Regions from separate parts of the Mus musculus genome. Here all the other regions are linked to region 3. A link is a contact called in public Hi-C and HiChIP or PLAC-seq data. All regions are on one chromosome and are shown on one strand. The core of a region is the stretch at or near the end of the contact, and the rest is flanking DNA. Distances in the headings are between cores, read along the strand shown.

What was found. Hi-C and Micro-C count contacts between places; a contact is called where the count stands out from the background. HiChIP or PLAC-seq counts read pairs in DNA pulled down with a chosen protein or histone mark.
Region 1: a contact with region 3 is called in an H3K27ac HiChIP or PLAC-seq map of embryonic fibroblasts, with 12 read pairs. The contact joins two enhancer-like sites. A contact is called at or near these places in 2 of 484 Hi-C or Micro-C datasets (the N1E-115 cell line and nephron progenitors) and 12 of 115 datasets of contacts at active chromatin or transcription factors (a colorectal cancer cell line, craniofacial prominence, embryonic basal ganglia and 9 more).
Region 2: a Hi-C map of cerebral cortex shows a contact between it and region 3, with 2.2 times the contacts expected there. The contact joins two enhancer-like sites. A contact is called at or near these places in 2 of 484 Hi-C or Micro-C datasets (the HL-1 cell line and cerebral cortex) and 1 of 9 other capture datasets (embryonic stem cells).

The regions. Positions count from the first base shown.
Region 1 is chr9:41,727,471-41,731,573 of GRCm38.p6, reverse strand. All of the region lies in intron 2 of Gm35835 (a long non-coding RNA gene), which reads left to right. Among named protein-coding and RNA genes, the nearest start is that of Gm35835, 7.9 kb to the left of the region's middle. Within about 2 kb of position 2,238, at least 10 of the 459 cell types and tissues checked have an H3K27ac peak or open chromatin away from gene starts, as enhancers often do. A contact at or near this core is called in embryonic fibroblasts and pancreatic cancer cells, where this site is marked.
Region 2 is chr9:41,663,820-41,668,435 of GRCm38.p6, reverse strand. It overlaps Gm35835 (a long non-coding RNA gene), which reads left to right. Exons shown (of 5, transcript XR_379295.4): 4 at 2,499-2,633. Among named protein-coding and RNA genes, the nearest start is that of Gm35835, 71 kb to the left of the region's middle. Within about 2 kb of position 2,870, at least 28 of the 459 cell types and tissues checked have an H3K27ac peak or open chromatin away from gene starts, as enhancers often do. A contact at or near this core is called in cerebral cortex, where this site is marked.
Region 3 is chr9:41,857,729-41,862,433 of GRCm38.p6, reverse strand. All of the region lies in intron 3 of 6720432D03Rik (a long non-coding RNA gene), which reads left to right. Among named protein-coding and RNA genes, the nearest start is that of 6720432D03Rik, 16 kb to the left of the region's middle. Within about 2 kb of position 1,528, at least 85 of the 459 cell types and tissues checked have an H3K27ac peak or open chromatin away from gene starts, as enhancers often do. A contact at or near this core is called in cerebral cortex, embryonic fibroblasts and pancreatic cancer cells, where this site is marked.

The sequences.
Region 1 (4,103 bases), core at 989-3,488, 130 kb after region 3:
TCTCAGAATGCTCCCCCCACTTCCATAGAGTACCATATATGTTAATTTATGATAATGTCATGTATATTGCCTACAGAAAAGAGGCTAGAACTGCTGTGTTGGAAAATGACATTTGATGTAAACACAAGCATATCATGTATAGAATTCAAATGGTGCTTAGTTATCTTAAGATGAGAAGACAACATAATAAGATAGCTTGCTAGTAACTGAGTTTAAGGCTTATGGGTTCTGCTCTGTAATATAAAAGAATAAACTACGTGCAAAGCTACCTCTTTTTTTTTTTTTTGGTCCCACTATTGTTTGTTTCTAGCTACCTTCATCAAGCCCACAGGTTGTCTCATTATTTGGGCTTGTCCCTCAGTTGTTGCTGGAATTATTAGGGGATATAAGGAAAGTGCTGGAGGGGAGGGGAATACCATTCAGTGAACATCTACTGTGCTGGTAGCATGAGGTGTGTGTGTGTGTGTGTGTGTGTGTGTGTGTGTGTGTGTGTGTGTGTACACAGTTACAAATGTCTATAGCACATACTTTAGTCCTTAAAATAATCCTGTGTTTTGTTACTAATTAACAAATGAGGGTTTTGATATAAAAGGAGACTAATTACTCAAATGCCTACTAACTAATAGAGAGATTAAATAATTTGAACCCAGGCTCTCAAGTCTTTTTTTCTTGAGTCTAAACACATGGGGTATGTACTGGCATGGTAGGGTGAATCTGGTCAGTCGGATGTATCCTGTATCAGTCGTAACTGAGGACGGGAATTGGGTAGTAGAAATTTTGAAATCCTGAGACCACCTTGAAGAATTAAAGGTGAGTATAAATCTTTTCAGCCACATCTATGAAATGCATGGATCAAATCATGTGAAATTGCCAACATTTGACATATTTCTATTTATAAAAATGAGAATTCAAATGATTTAAGCTAATGGAAGATGTATGATTGGTCCTGAGGTGCACTCAATATGAGGATTGGAATTAAGATCTGGTGATTAAAATCAAAACAGAGAGGGGTCATTTCCCTCGGCTCCAAAAGCTACACAGTCCACAGTTCTAAGATAACTGAATTGGTAGCCCCGAGCAAAATTTGTTTTATGTGGTACTGGAGATTGAATCCATACCTTCCTGCATACCATGTAGGCATGTTACATCCCCAGGCTTTTAGAACACTTCTCTCTAGAGGAGAAAGAGGAGCTATTTCTAATTCTCTTGAAGTCCCATTGGCACTAGGATGTGAGATACAGGCTTAAACCTTTTTCCTGGTTCTTTCAAGTCATGGAGAAGTCCATAACCCATTGTTATGGACTGAGTTTCACACACACACACACACACACACACACACACACACACACACACACACACACACACACACAGATAAAGACAGAGAGAGAGACAGGAGACAGAGAGAGATGATGGTTATACCTAGTACTAGGCTCTGGATTTATTTATATAATATCATATGTAGAATATGATGATTGCAGATGTATTAGTTAACATAAAGACATACTGGAGAAGGATGGAAATAATATCCAATATGATCAATGCCCTTCAAAAAGAGATGAGAGACAGAGATATCTATGGAAAAGACAGCCAGTCATTTGATGACACAGAGTGATGTACCTGTTAACCAAGGAAAGACAAGAGTGCCAGCCAACCCCAGAAAGTGATGTATCCTTTGGGAACTCCACTGCTTTGAACAGATCGCAAGGTGTGCTTTTAAGAGTCTAGGTAGGTTCACCCTTGAGCTTTGGAGAAAGCAGGGTCCTGCTAACGTCTTGATTACAGGTCTCAGCTGCCATAAAATTCGGGTAGCAAACCTCTTCTGCTTGAAGTTGCTTACTCTGTGACACTCTATCATGGAAAGTTTAGGAAATGGGCCCATCCACCTATAGATTCCCTGCCAACCCCATGTTCTTTTATTAGGAAAATAAAGTCCTCTTGGGAAAAGAAAATAGACATTATACTTCAGAAAGCCTAATTCACTAGGCTCCTTTCCAGAATGTTCTGGAGAGTCTGAAGATTTTCTTTCCAGAACTATGAGTTTAGAGGCTGTGCCTGCAAACACTTTCTCAGCAGGAGTTTTATTGATGGTTACCTGTGTGTTCAGCCTTACTCATATCTATGAACTTTTAACCAAATGGGCTGCCTTTCCTGGAAACAGCATGGCCAGGGAGTGGGTGGGATCCTCTCTAGTAGCCACATCTAACTAATCCAGGAAGCATTCAGCAGTTATATGATCATTAGTCAGACAAAGTCATAAGTTAGCCACAAATACACTCACGCAACATTTACTGAGTATCCGCCCTGTATTATATTAGGGTGAAAAGACTTCCAAGGCCTGATCTTGTTGACTGCTCTGTTGTTAAAATTAACTTATGTTATGTGTAGAGATAGTTTGTCTGTATGTCTGTCTGCACACCATGTATGTGTCTGGTGCTTGAGGAGGTCAGAAGGAGGCATAGTATTCCCTGGGACTGGAGTTAATAATCTCTGTGAGCTGCCGTGTGAGGGCTGGGAATTGAACTCAGGGCCTCTGAAAGAGAATTCAATACTCTTAACAACTGAGCCACCGCACAAGCCCTGTGATGGTTGGATTTAATGTCAACTTGCCCCAAAGTAGGATTTCCGGAGTAGGAAGCTTCAGCTGAAGAACTGTCCTGATCGCCTTCATTGATTTGGGGAGCTCCATTCAGGGAAGACTCTTGGCTGTTTGCTCACTTGGTTTTTCCTCATTCCCCTTGTTGCTGAAGATGTAGACTCCTGTTTTTATCATGGGCTGAAGACCAGTGGCTCTCCAGGAACCCCTGAGGTTTTGGGCACTCTATTTAGATTCCTGAGGCACCCAGTCTTGTAGACTAAGCAACTTCCAAGATGTTGGCTTCTCCAAGTAACACAAGCACCGTGGGACTGCTCCAACTGTTGAGGCACCAAGCCCCAAGGTTCTTAGCCTCTCAGGTATGAAGCAACTGCTGTCTCACCTATGGGTTCTGGTCCTCTAGAAAATCCTGACTGAGATATATGGCTCTCTGGAGTTTAAAGTGACCAAAGTGAAACTAGGGTTTAACTTAAATGTCAAGAGTCACATCACAACTAAGAGGGTAGTTATCAAGCTTGAACCCAGTTCCCTTCCCTTCCCTTCCACCCCTTCCTCCCTCCTTCCCTTCCCTTCCACCCCTTCCTCCCCCTTCCCTTCCCTTCCACCCCTTCCTCCCTCCTTCCCTTCCCTTCCCTTCCACCCCTTCCTCCCTCCTTTCCTTCTTTCCTTTCTTCCCTTTCTCCTCTTCCCCTTATCCTCCCCCTTTCTCTTTCTGAAATAGTCTCTCAGCATAACATAAGCTGATCTTGAACTTGAACTTGCTTCAGTCTCTCAGTGCCAAGATTACAGGCCTGTACAACCATGCCTGGCTTTGGATTTAGTTCTTTTGACACTAAGTTCAGAGGTAAGAAGGTAAAATGGACATCTTTAGCCAGGTGCCACAGCATGGGAAAATGAAATCCCACTAAGCCTAAGAATCAAAGAAGTCATACACAAATACCACACACTGCTGGGCACAATGGGAAAGCTCCGAGCAGGTCTGACTTTGGGGTTCATGGATGATGCGAACAGGATTCTATCATCTACTGGTCTGTGTTTGTGGTTAGGAACTGAGCTGCATTGTCCTCAATGGATATGTGGGTAGAACACTATCTCTGTCGTTGAGCTGATGTAAGAGTTACCTTGCACGTACACGTACACGTACACATGCACATATATAGGAGATGTTAGCTTATCAAAGCAGCTGACCTAGTGTTTTCTGACTTGGTGCTATCTTGGAAGGCTATAGGTTTCTTGCAAACCCTACTACTACTCTGACTAGAATGCAAAAATATGCTGCTACATACTTACATCTTAAAAGCAGCCATTTCATTTTTGAACATTTACTTTATTTTTGGATTTGTGCCTGTGCGTACATGCCTGTGTTTATGCACACTTGTGTGGGGGTGCCCTCAAAGGATAGAAGAGTGTGTTCTATCCTCTGAAGCTTGAGTGGCAAACAGAAACAGTAGTGAGCTGCCCGGAATGGACACTGGGAACTGAACACAGGTCCTCGACACAAGCAGCAGCT
Region 2 (4,616 bases), core at 1,621-4,120, 200 kb after region 3:
ATCACCAAAGGAAGTCAGGACTGGAACTCAAGCAGGCCAGGAAGCAGGAGCTGATGCAGAGGCCATGGAGGGATGTTACTTACCAGCTTGCTTCCTCTGGTTTGCTTAGCATACTTTCTTATAGAACCCAGGACTATCAGCTCAGGGATGGCACCACCCACAATGGGTCCTCCCACCCTTGATCACTAATTGAGAAAATGCCTTACAGCTGAATCTCATGGAGGCATGAAAGGGAGGCTCCTTTCTTTCTGTGATAACTCCAGCTTGTGTCAAGTTGACACACAAAACCAGCCAGTACAACTGGAGAGGACCATCAGTGTCCCAGCATGAACTAAAGAGGAACTCACGAGGTTCCATCCTTAGCTGAGGGAGTGTTGCCAACACCTTTTCTTCTCTTACACGATTCCACAGACGTGGATGTCCAGTCTGAGCAATGACAATGGCTAATGTTTGCTAAAGTTCTACTATGTGTTAGACGTTTTTGTAGGTGCAATTAACTTTCTAAGTTAAAGTGCTGGTATTTAAGACTCATGCTAACATTTCATACCACTATTGAAAAATCAGAAACCAGGAATTACATATCTACATTGTTCTTCTGCTCATTGGAAATAACTTCACATAGGATGCTTTCCTCAGAAAAATCTGCTCGAGTGTACCTGGGAAGGAATTCATTGACATATACAGCAAGGTAAAAGAGGGAATTTAAAGATAAGAAGGGAGAGTTATTAAAATAATAATAAAATATATACAGAGGTAGCATGCTTAATGAGCATGGTAGAATTGAAATCTTTGTCTATAGAAGGAAACAGTTCATTAGAAATAGAGAAGCTGGGCTTTTGTCTGGTTCCATCTTTACTGGAGTAATGCAGAACCTTATACAAGTTCAAACTTTTTGGTACTATCTCGGCACAATCACAAAAAAACCTCACCCAAAGCTTCTGTAAATAGAAAATAGTAGATGGGAAGGAATGTAAAGATGTGTAAGTGAGCAAGCTCACTCCAGAGAGTAAACATTGTGTCTGAAGTCACAGGATGCAAAACATAGACTGCCCCAGTAAGTTCTCCAGGAGCCATTAGTTAACATAATGGAGATATAAGCAAAGATAATCAATGCAAGACACATCATAACAGAGCAGAACTCGCTCCACTCCTCTGTACTTGGCCCATTGGTAAAGGCACAGGATCCATTCTGTGTACAAACTCTCATTACTTGTTAGAGGCCTGGATTGGAGTCTTATGTAGAGATGTCAGAGGCATTGTTTAGGCGAGGCAGGAAAGAGGGAGGCTGGACTCAAATGGATCCAGGTTTAGCTCTCTTTCTCCTTCTGTTTTAGCAGACAAATAATCTGTTGCAACTTTGCCGCTTCTCTTGCATGGCTTGGCTCTGTACCCATGCACCATTTTGTTCTAGGGGATGCCTAGACGGATTCTTCACAGAGACCCGTGAGTTATTACTACCAAAAATAAATGTAGGATACAAAGGGCAGGGGAAGAGGTAAAGCAGTCTTTCAAACTCCAAAGCCGGTTGAATTTTCTAAGAATTGTATTAAAAAATCTTCCTTTGTTTCTGAACCATATCATCATGGGATGACTAAGTCTCTGCTTTCTTTGTGTACATAAAGAAACCTTCCAAGCACACTGTGCTTGCTGTTACACAAATGTCCTCATATATAGTAACCTATCGTAGTGTCTGGCAAACGGTAGTTATTCAGTATAGCCATACACTGCAAGATTCTTCTGTTTGAATTGTCCACAGGTATGATGGTGGTCCCATAAGATGACATGGTCTAGTGATACCATAGCCATCTTAGTTCTAAGCCTGGTTTGGTTATATAATAAAAATGCCTAATGACACATTTCTTAGAAATAATGCATGATAGGATATGTTTTCCTCATTGGCTGGCAATCCTGCTTTTTTTTTTTTGAAGTTTATATGGTAGACAAAAGGTTGTCATCATAGAGATAATTGGAAATGAGGGTCCAAAAGTCATATACCCGTGAGAACTCCCGACTCCCCTCATCTTTGAGGACACCCCTCAATACTTACATTTAACTTTATCGTTTCCTTTGAAGCTATGCACTTTAGGTATATGTGTTTTCTTATTATTTTCTCTGTTTCTCCTTCCCCCAAGTTTCTTCAGCCCTTGGAATTCCCCACAATGGTGACTGACACCCACATTTATCTAGGCACTCCCAACACCTGGGGATTAAAGAATGCCTTCCAGGCTACCAGTTTGAGTAAAGACTATTGTGACTATAGAATCTCGAAGAAAAAAATTACCATGAGGAGGCACACTGGAGATACATCCTGTTTCCTGAAGAACCTATGTCTACAACCCCTGTGGTTGAGTTAGTTGTAATAGCCAAATCAGGAGGAACGTCTCTGGGTGGGAGGGCCCTCAGAACACCCACTTTCCAGTTTCGCTTTATTGTATGGCCAAGAAATGGAAACCACCAAATGTTTCTTTGCCTTTATTTTGTATGGTGGTTCCCCCTAGACTTCCGGACCTCTCCATGACCTTTGCTGCATGCATGAGGAGAAACGGCCTGCTAGAACAGATCTGCAAAGGATTGCTCTGCCTGAGGCTGCCTGAGCTTACAACTGCAGTCTGAAGGGATAAGGAACTTGAAAGGTGGGTATCCCACTTGGACTCTCCAACCTCCCGTCGGACATTTCAGCTGAATGGTAACCATAATGGGTATAAGAAAGAACAAAGCCATTTCCCAAATCTGCCTCCCCCGCCTCTCTCTCGCCCAGTACGCCATGCTTCCTGTTTCCCTAGTAATGAAAATGTGTTCATCTGTCAAGGGGAAAGCTGCCCCACTGTCTTAGGTGCAGAGAACTCCAATCACAGCAGCTGCTGGGACCAGACCGAGAGCCAAGCTCCTCATTTGTTTTGGCTAACACTGAAGAATCCGTTTAGGCATCCCCTAGAACAAAATGGTGCATGGGAACAGAGCCAAGCCATGGAAGAGAAGCGGCAAAGTTGCAACAGATTATTTGTCTGCTAAAACAGAAGGAGAAAGAGAGCTAAACCTGGATCCGTTTGAGTCCAGCCTCTCTAACATATTCTCCACTTGCAACACAGATGATTTCCTCTAATATCGCTCAACAGGTGCTAAACTGTAGCTTTGCTGAAGATTAATCATGCAGCCTTGGAAACCACACTAAAAAATACCAAGACGGCTCCCAGGATTTATAGGCTCTTTCTCCAGAGTACTCAGCACAGAGTATATATAAACAGCATGCATAGTATTACACATATGTATATTAAATGTATAGTGAGTCCTTGCCAATGCAATCCTGCGGAAAATCTCATTGCCTTCTGTATCCACTAGGCACTCTGTGCATGTATGAAGTACATTGCATACCAATAGGAAATTATGCTTGCATGTGCATCTCCTCTTAGGTTATGTGTTTTTTATGCCGTGTCTTTCACTGAACTCTCATTTTATGAAGTAGACACTCCAGACATATGTATGTTAGAGCCTGTGCTTGCTGCCTCCAACTTCTCCAATACGTATCAAGTCAATCTCACAATGTCTCTAGGGAGGACACAGTGAACATGGTCATTCTGTTGAAAAATTTCCAGCACTGTTTATATTAAAAGCTTCACCGAGTCCCCTGTTTTGCTATATTACAAATAAAACCCAAGACTGTGTAGTTTTACATGATTCAGACTGTTCACGAAGTGAAGTCCACGCTACAGGTCATTTAGTAGACAAGCGATGAAGGATGTAGAGCCTGGGAGTAAGGCGAGGCTTTGCTTTTCCCCTAAATTGGCCAGAATATGGATAACCTTGAACTCTGGTTGGATGCTGATAATCTGATTAGAGAGGGAATTATGAAGGCAAACTCTAAGCAAGATGGACAGACAGAGAAATATCTTAGGATCCTTAAGTGACTCAAGAACTTTGAGGGACTATCCCAAATCTGACTAGGTTTTATAAGAGTGTCTTCATGGGGACAGTACAGCGTGTGTGGGCCTTTATCTTAAAAAATACCCAAATAAGTACTTTTCTGGGACAAAATAAGCCAGAACCCAGTCATAATGGGCGGAGGGAGTGATAGAGTCATAGTGGGCGGAGGGAGTGGTAGAGGTGTTCTATCTGAATTTCTAAGTCTTAGGACAAGGCTGTGATCTAGAAGGAATAAAAGAACATGCCCACTGGGTAGAGACTCTATTCTGAACAAGCTCCAGACTGGGGAGCATGGAGGGTAGAGTCAAGCTTGTAAGCCCCTCGTGATTAGATCTTCCTCCTTGAATACTCTCCTTCCAGAGCCACAGTGCTAGCCTAGCTGAAGCTCCCACAGCGACAGCCCTCTGCTGTGAGGAAGAGTAGTTTTGTACTTTCTTGTGACTGGAAACAACCAGTTAATTCTGTCCAGACCCACCAAGAAGAGGGAAGAAAAAAAAATCCTTTCATCTTGACCCTTCCTATGTATCTCCTGCTTACTTCCCTAGGCTGAGTCATACTTCCATATTATTTCAACAGGAAAATGGGCAATTTCTTTTACTTGATACGTTGTGTTCTATCCACAAATTGATCTGATCCCATTTGGTTGGAATTATTAAGTACAGTAAAAATAATGGGATACTATTGTGTTATTTCTG
Region 3 (4,705 bases), core at 279-2,778:
GAAGCTGTCTGAGCAGATTCCAGTAAGTATGGCGACACACCATCCATCTAGACGGTGTGGCCACTGCAACCTTAGAGGAACCCAGCAATCCTGTCCTTGCACAGAGTGTGGGCACCTGGGAACTGCGTCAGACTCTGCGAATTCGGGGACTGGTCTTTTAAATATTCTCCATGACATTTCCCTCAATTCACAGCCTGTTTGGATACGGTTTTATATCAGGGTGGGGTCCAAAGCCAAGGTCACTTAAGGAGTCACAGAATCAAAGGATCTCAGAGATGGGAGGTACTAGTGATTATTTGTTTCAGTTGTCTTGGTTTATAAGTGAAGGGCCTGAGGTCAGAAGATGTTGCAGCCACCCAAGTCGGTTAAGGGCAGAGCTTGAACTTGGACTTAGGACTGCAACTCTTTCCACAGGGGAAGGCAGTCCTGTCTCTTAAGTCCTTCTCTGCTTGACCATCTGCTCACCAGAGAGGCCTTGATTCTCCTGTTCTTTCAGGGCCTCTGCCTGTCCTGCATGCTACTCTGATAACAGGGCTTTCTTGCTATAGAAGGCCTGTTCACTAGGGAGGGATCAGGCTCCAGGGAGCTCTGTAGGTAGAAAGTGGTGTCTGTGTGTTTTCTGGATGATTGGACCAGTCCTAGCACCTTGGGGAGTCTAGTTTCCTCTCTCCTCTACTGCAGACTGTGCACTGCCAGTTGAATTACTGCTGCTAGGAACAAGGATGTGCATTCAATGGAGGGATGTCACAAGTGACCATGTTACCCGCTAGAGGATTAAAAACAAACATGGGGGGAGTTTGAGGAGCAATTGGGCAGACAGAAGGAGTGGAGATCACAAGAAAAGAGGACATGAAAAGGCAGAGTCCTAGTTGCTGCTTCAATGTAAATGTGTCCAGAGTGAGGCGCTCATGTTAGACCTATGCAAGGGAGTTCACCAACTGATTGAAAAGAGAAAGAGGACATGGATCCAAAGGGGAGTCCTCCCAGAGACTCCTACCATCCCTTCCTTGCTGGCACTGTTTGCAGGGGAATATGGATTCAGTTTGTGCAGCTGCCGGAGGAAGGAGGCATTAGCCTGGAGACCTTACAGTGAAACAGCTCGCATTGCAGAAGCAGACAGATGAGGGCCTATCTCCCACTCTCTGCAGGTGGGGACAGCCCCTGACATAAACGCAACACTTTGTTCACGTCTCTGCCTTTTCATTTTCTTATGGACATTTCTCAACCAAGGCAGGGCCCCACCTCAAGACAGCTCAGATGCCCCCTCTGCCTCCCAAGGGGTTTGGTGTCTTCAGCAAGCAAAGGCACAGCTAGCAGTAAGCCTCCCTTCCCATCTTCCATAGCGCCCTGGGGGGGGGGGGGAAGCAGGGGAGCAGGGGGCAGGTAATTGTGGCTGTAAGCCATGGTGCTGCAGTGGCAGTCTCTGCTCTAACTTTACCCTGTTTCCCAAGGAAGCCCCAGGGAATCTGGACAAGTTGGGGCTGGGGCACAGATACTGGAGAAGGGGTGGGGACAGGACGGCACCCAGCAGATTTCCTGGCACTGTGCCAGGCCAGAGCTGCCTGCTGTGTGCAGGAAATATTCAACATTCTGTGTCTTAAAGAGAGAGCCTGGAAAGGCTCCAAGACTATACTTAATACATCTGCTGGGAGCTACACAGACGGAAACTGGGGGAGGGGGTGTGCAGGAGGGGGGGGTCGGCTGTCGTCTGCAAAAATAACCCTTGCAGGTCCAGCAAAGCACACAGCATCCACAGGGCACAGGTAATAAGCTTGTGCAAAAGTTCTCTCTTAGCTCCAGTTTTGTACACACACAATTCAAAGCTCATTTGTAGCATCAGATCTGTGTTTCTGCTTTATGATCCCGGGAGGTAGGAAGGGAATGTTATTTTAGTTGCTAGAGTATGGATCGGTTTGTTTCCTTTAGCACATAGCCAAACAGAGGGATGGATGGTCAAGTCTTCATCTCACAGAGGAGGGAGCTGATTCAGAAAAACTAAGTTTACCTCTTGTAAGTCCAAGGCTCTGAGTTCAAGCTTGTCCTCTACCCCTCGATGTCTATACCCAAAAAAGAGCAGCCAGGTTCAACAAGCACTGGATAATCCTAGTAAGTGTTTTCACTATACTCTCCATCACAGTCTAGTTTGGGAAAAGACACTGCCCTCCTCCCACCCTCCTAAGGCACCTCTCGTGCAGGGGGTGAGATGGTTAGAAACTAGTAACCGAGGAGGCTTTTGCCATCAGACATATACTCTGAGGCAATTGCAAAGTCCACAGAAGCCAGCAAAGAAACAGACTGACTTAAAGTGATAACTCTCCAGAGGGCTTTGCCCCATGGAGAAAGAAACAGCACACAAACAGCCTCCTTTCTTTAACCTATCCCCACACACACCAGGAAAGAGAGAAACGTCTCTCTCCTGTGTCTCAGTCTCCCAGTCCCATGCTCAGCAGCCTGGTGCTGACTCATTTCCGAAGCTTTGCAGCTCTTAGGTCTTTATCTTCAACTGTAGACTATGTTAAAATATGCTTAAGTTAAAATATGGTGTGGGAAAGATGTGTGCGGAAGCTAAGGGTAGTAGGTGAGTATCCATGAGGAGAGGGAATGAATGTATATAGATGAAATGGATGAAGATGCCAAGCTCTCTGGGGTTTGTATGGAAGAAGAAGGTGACCAGGGAGAGAGAAAAGAAAAAAGAACAGGTGACCTTGAATGTTAAAAAGATGCTTGTTTGCAAAACTTGTTTCCCTTCTTTGAATATGCTCCTGCATCACAATAAACATGCCATACATATACTTATGCCAGCATATCGTGCATATAGATGTATATATAGATTATGCACACACATATACTCACATACACATGTGTGCATGCGTGTATACACACACACACACACACACACACATCCCCATCTTTATTCTTTAAACCCATCACATGCTCTTCCCTCAACAATTCCATAACCATCTTCGTCTCACTCTTGCAAGCACAGAATGATTTGTGTAACTTGACAGCTGTGAGCTTCAAATTTTATTAAACATCTGCCTTGTTCACAGCCTGTTGTTTTTTTTTTAAGATCTTATCTAATTGCCTTGTGTCACAGGGGCTACCATCTTGTCCATGTGCAAAAGATATAAATGTAGCCACATCACCAAGAAGCTGGATAAAATGCAAGGGATTGTGTTGGTCGTGTTCTGGTAGAAGAAGAGTAGATTATAGAATAATCATTCTATGATGTGTGTTTGCATGGTTTACAAGGTAGACACATGCACTTGTATCTTTAAATGCTATAGGTATTTCGTTGGCCTGAACACATCCCTTAAATTACCTTGGCAGAAGAGAAAGGTGGTGGGGACTTCATAAGGTAGGGCTTATTGGAAGGTGACTAATGCTGACTCGCCAAAGGGAGTGAGTTCCCAAAAGAGTGAGTTGTCACATAAAGAACAAAGTCACCTCTCCCTGCTCTCCACCTTCTCGTCTCGTCATGGGAATTTACTGGCTCCTCGTACCCCAGAGGGGCAGGAACATTTATGGTTAGTGATGGGATGGGCCCTTACTCATCTTTCCATCTCCAGATTTTTTTGAACGAGTAGGTGAATGAGTGAAGTAGCTCTCATACATACGGATCTGGTATGGTTCCTTGTACAAAGGAAAAACGCAGTGACATCATACGAAAATAGAGGCACAGGTCAGCTGGCTTGCCTTCCACGGCTGTTGTTCACTTAAATATCTCAGAGCCTGCAAACTCATCTTTATACAGTTTCTACCAACCCCAAGAAGAAAATAGAGAACATATGAAAACCTTGTAACACCTCAGGAAGGCAGAGCAATCGCCATGGAGCCCGGAGTTTAGATATCAGCCCTATCTTTTCTTCCTCCCCACGACAAACACGCCTTTCAGCCTAGCCCTTCTCCTCACATCAGAAGTGGCTGGTTATTGATATTCCAGAGCCTCTCTATGTAAATTCACATTCCACAAATCTCAAAGCCTTTCTTCTGTATCAGAGCAAGAGGCTGAACAAGATAGATGCTTTTTCTTTTTCTTTTTCTTTCTTTTTTTTTTTTAAAAAAAACCAGCAAATGGCTTTTCTATTGATCCACCTTTTTAACAGCAGGTTTATTTCTCTTCATGGACACTTCAGAATCTCTCTCTCTCTCTCTCTCTCTCTCTCTCTCTCTCTCTCTCTCCCTCTCTCTCTCCCTCTCTCTCTCTCTCCCTCTCTCCCTCCCTCCCTCCCCTCCCTCTCTCCTTCCCTCCCTCCCTCCCTCCCTCCACTCCCCCTGTCTCTTTCTCTCTTTAAGTTAAGAGAGCCTGTTTCCTCTTCTCTACCTCTGTCTCTTCCCACAGATTTATCTGATCTCTGCTCTTCATAAACCAATACTCCCTCCAGACCCGTGTGTTCCTGGCCTGCTGCGGCCAGAATTTAATGTGCTAATCAGGTTTTTCTGTATGTCTGCACACTGTGTCCCTCCACCACCCACTCTGCCTTCTTCACTCTTATCTTTCTATCCTCACCTTCATGGTACACGGGCCTATTAAATGGGGTCCAGTGCAATTTCTGGCACCCAATAAATCTAAATTTTCAAGCTTGGGAAGCTGGGCTTACTCATTGGCACCCAGATAAATGAGTCCTCGGTGAGAAACCTACACTGCTCATTACTCTCTGCTGAAACCCCAACTGGGGGCCTAGAAGTCAAAATCCCTCTTTAC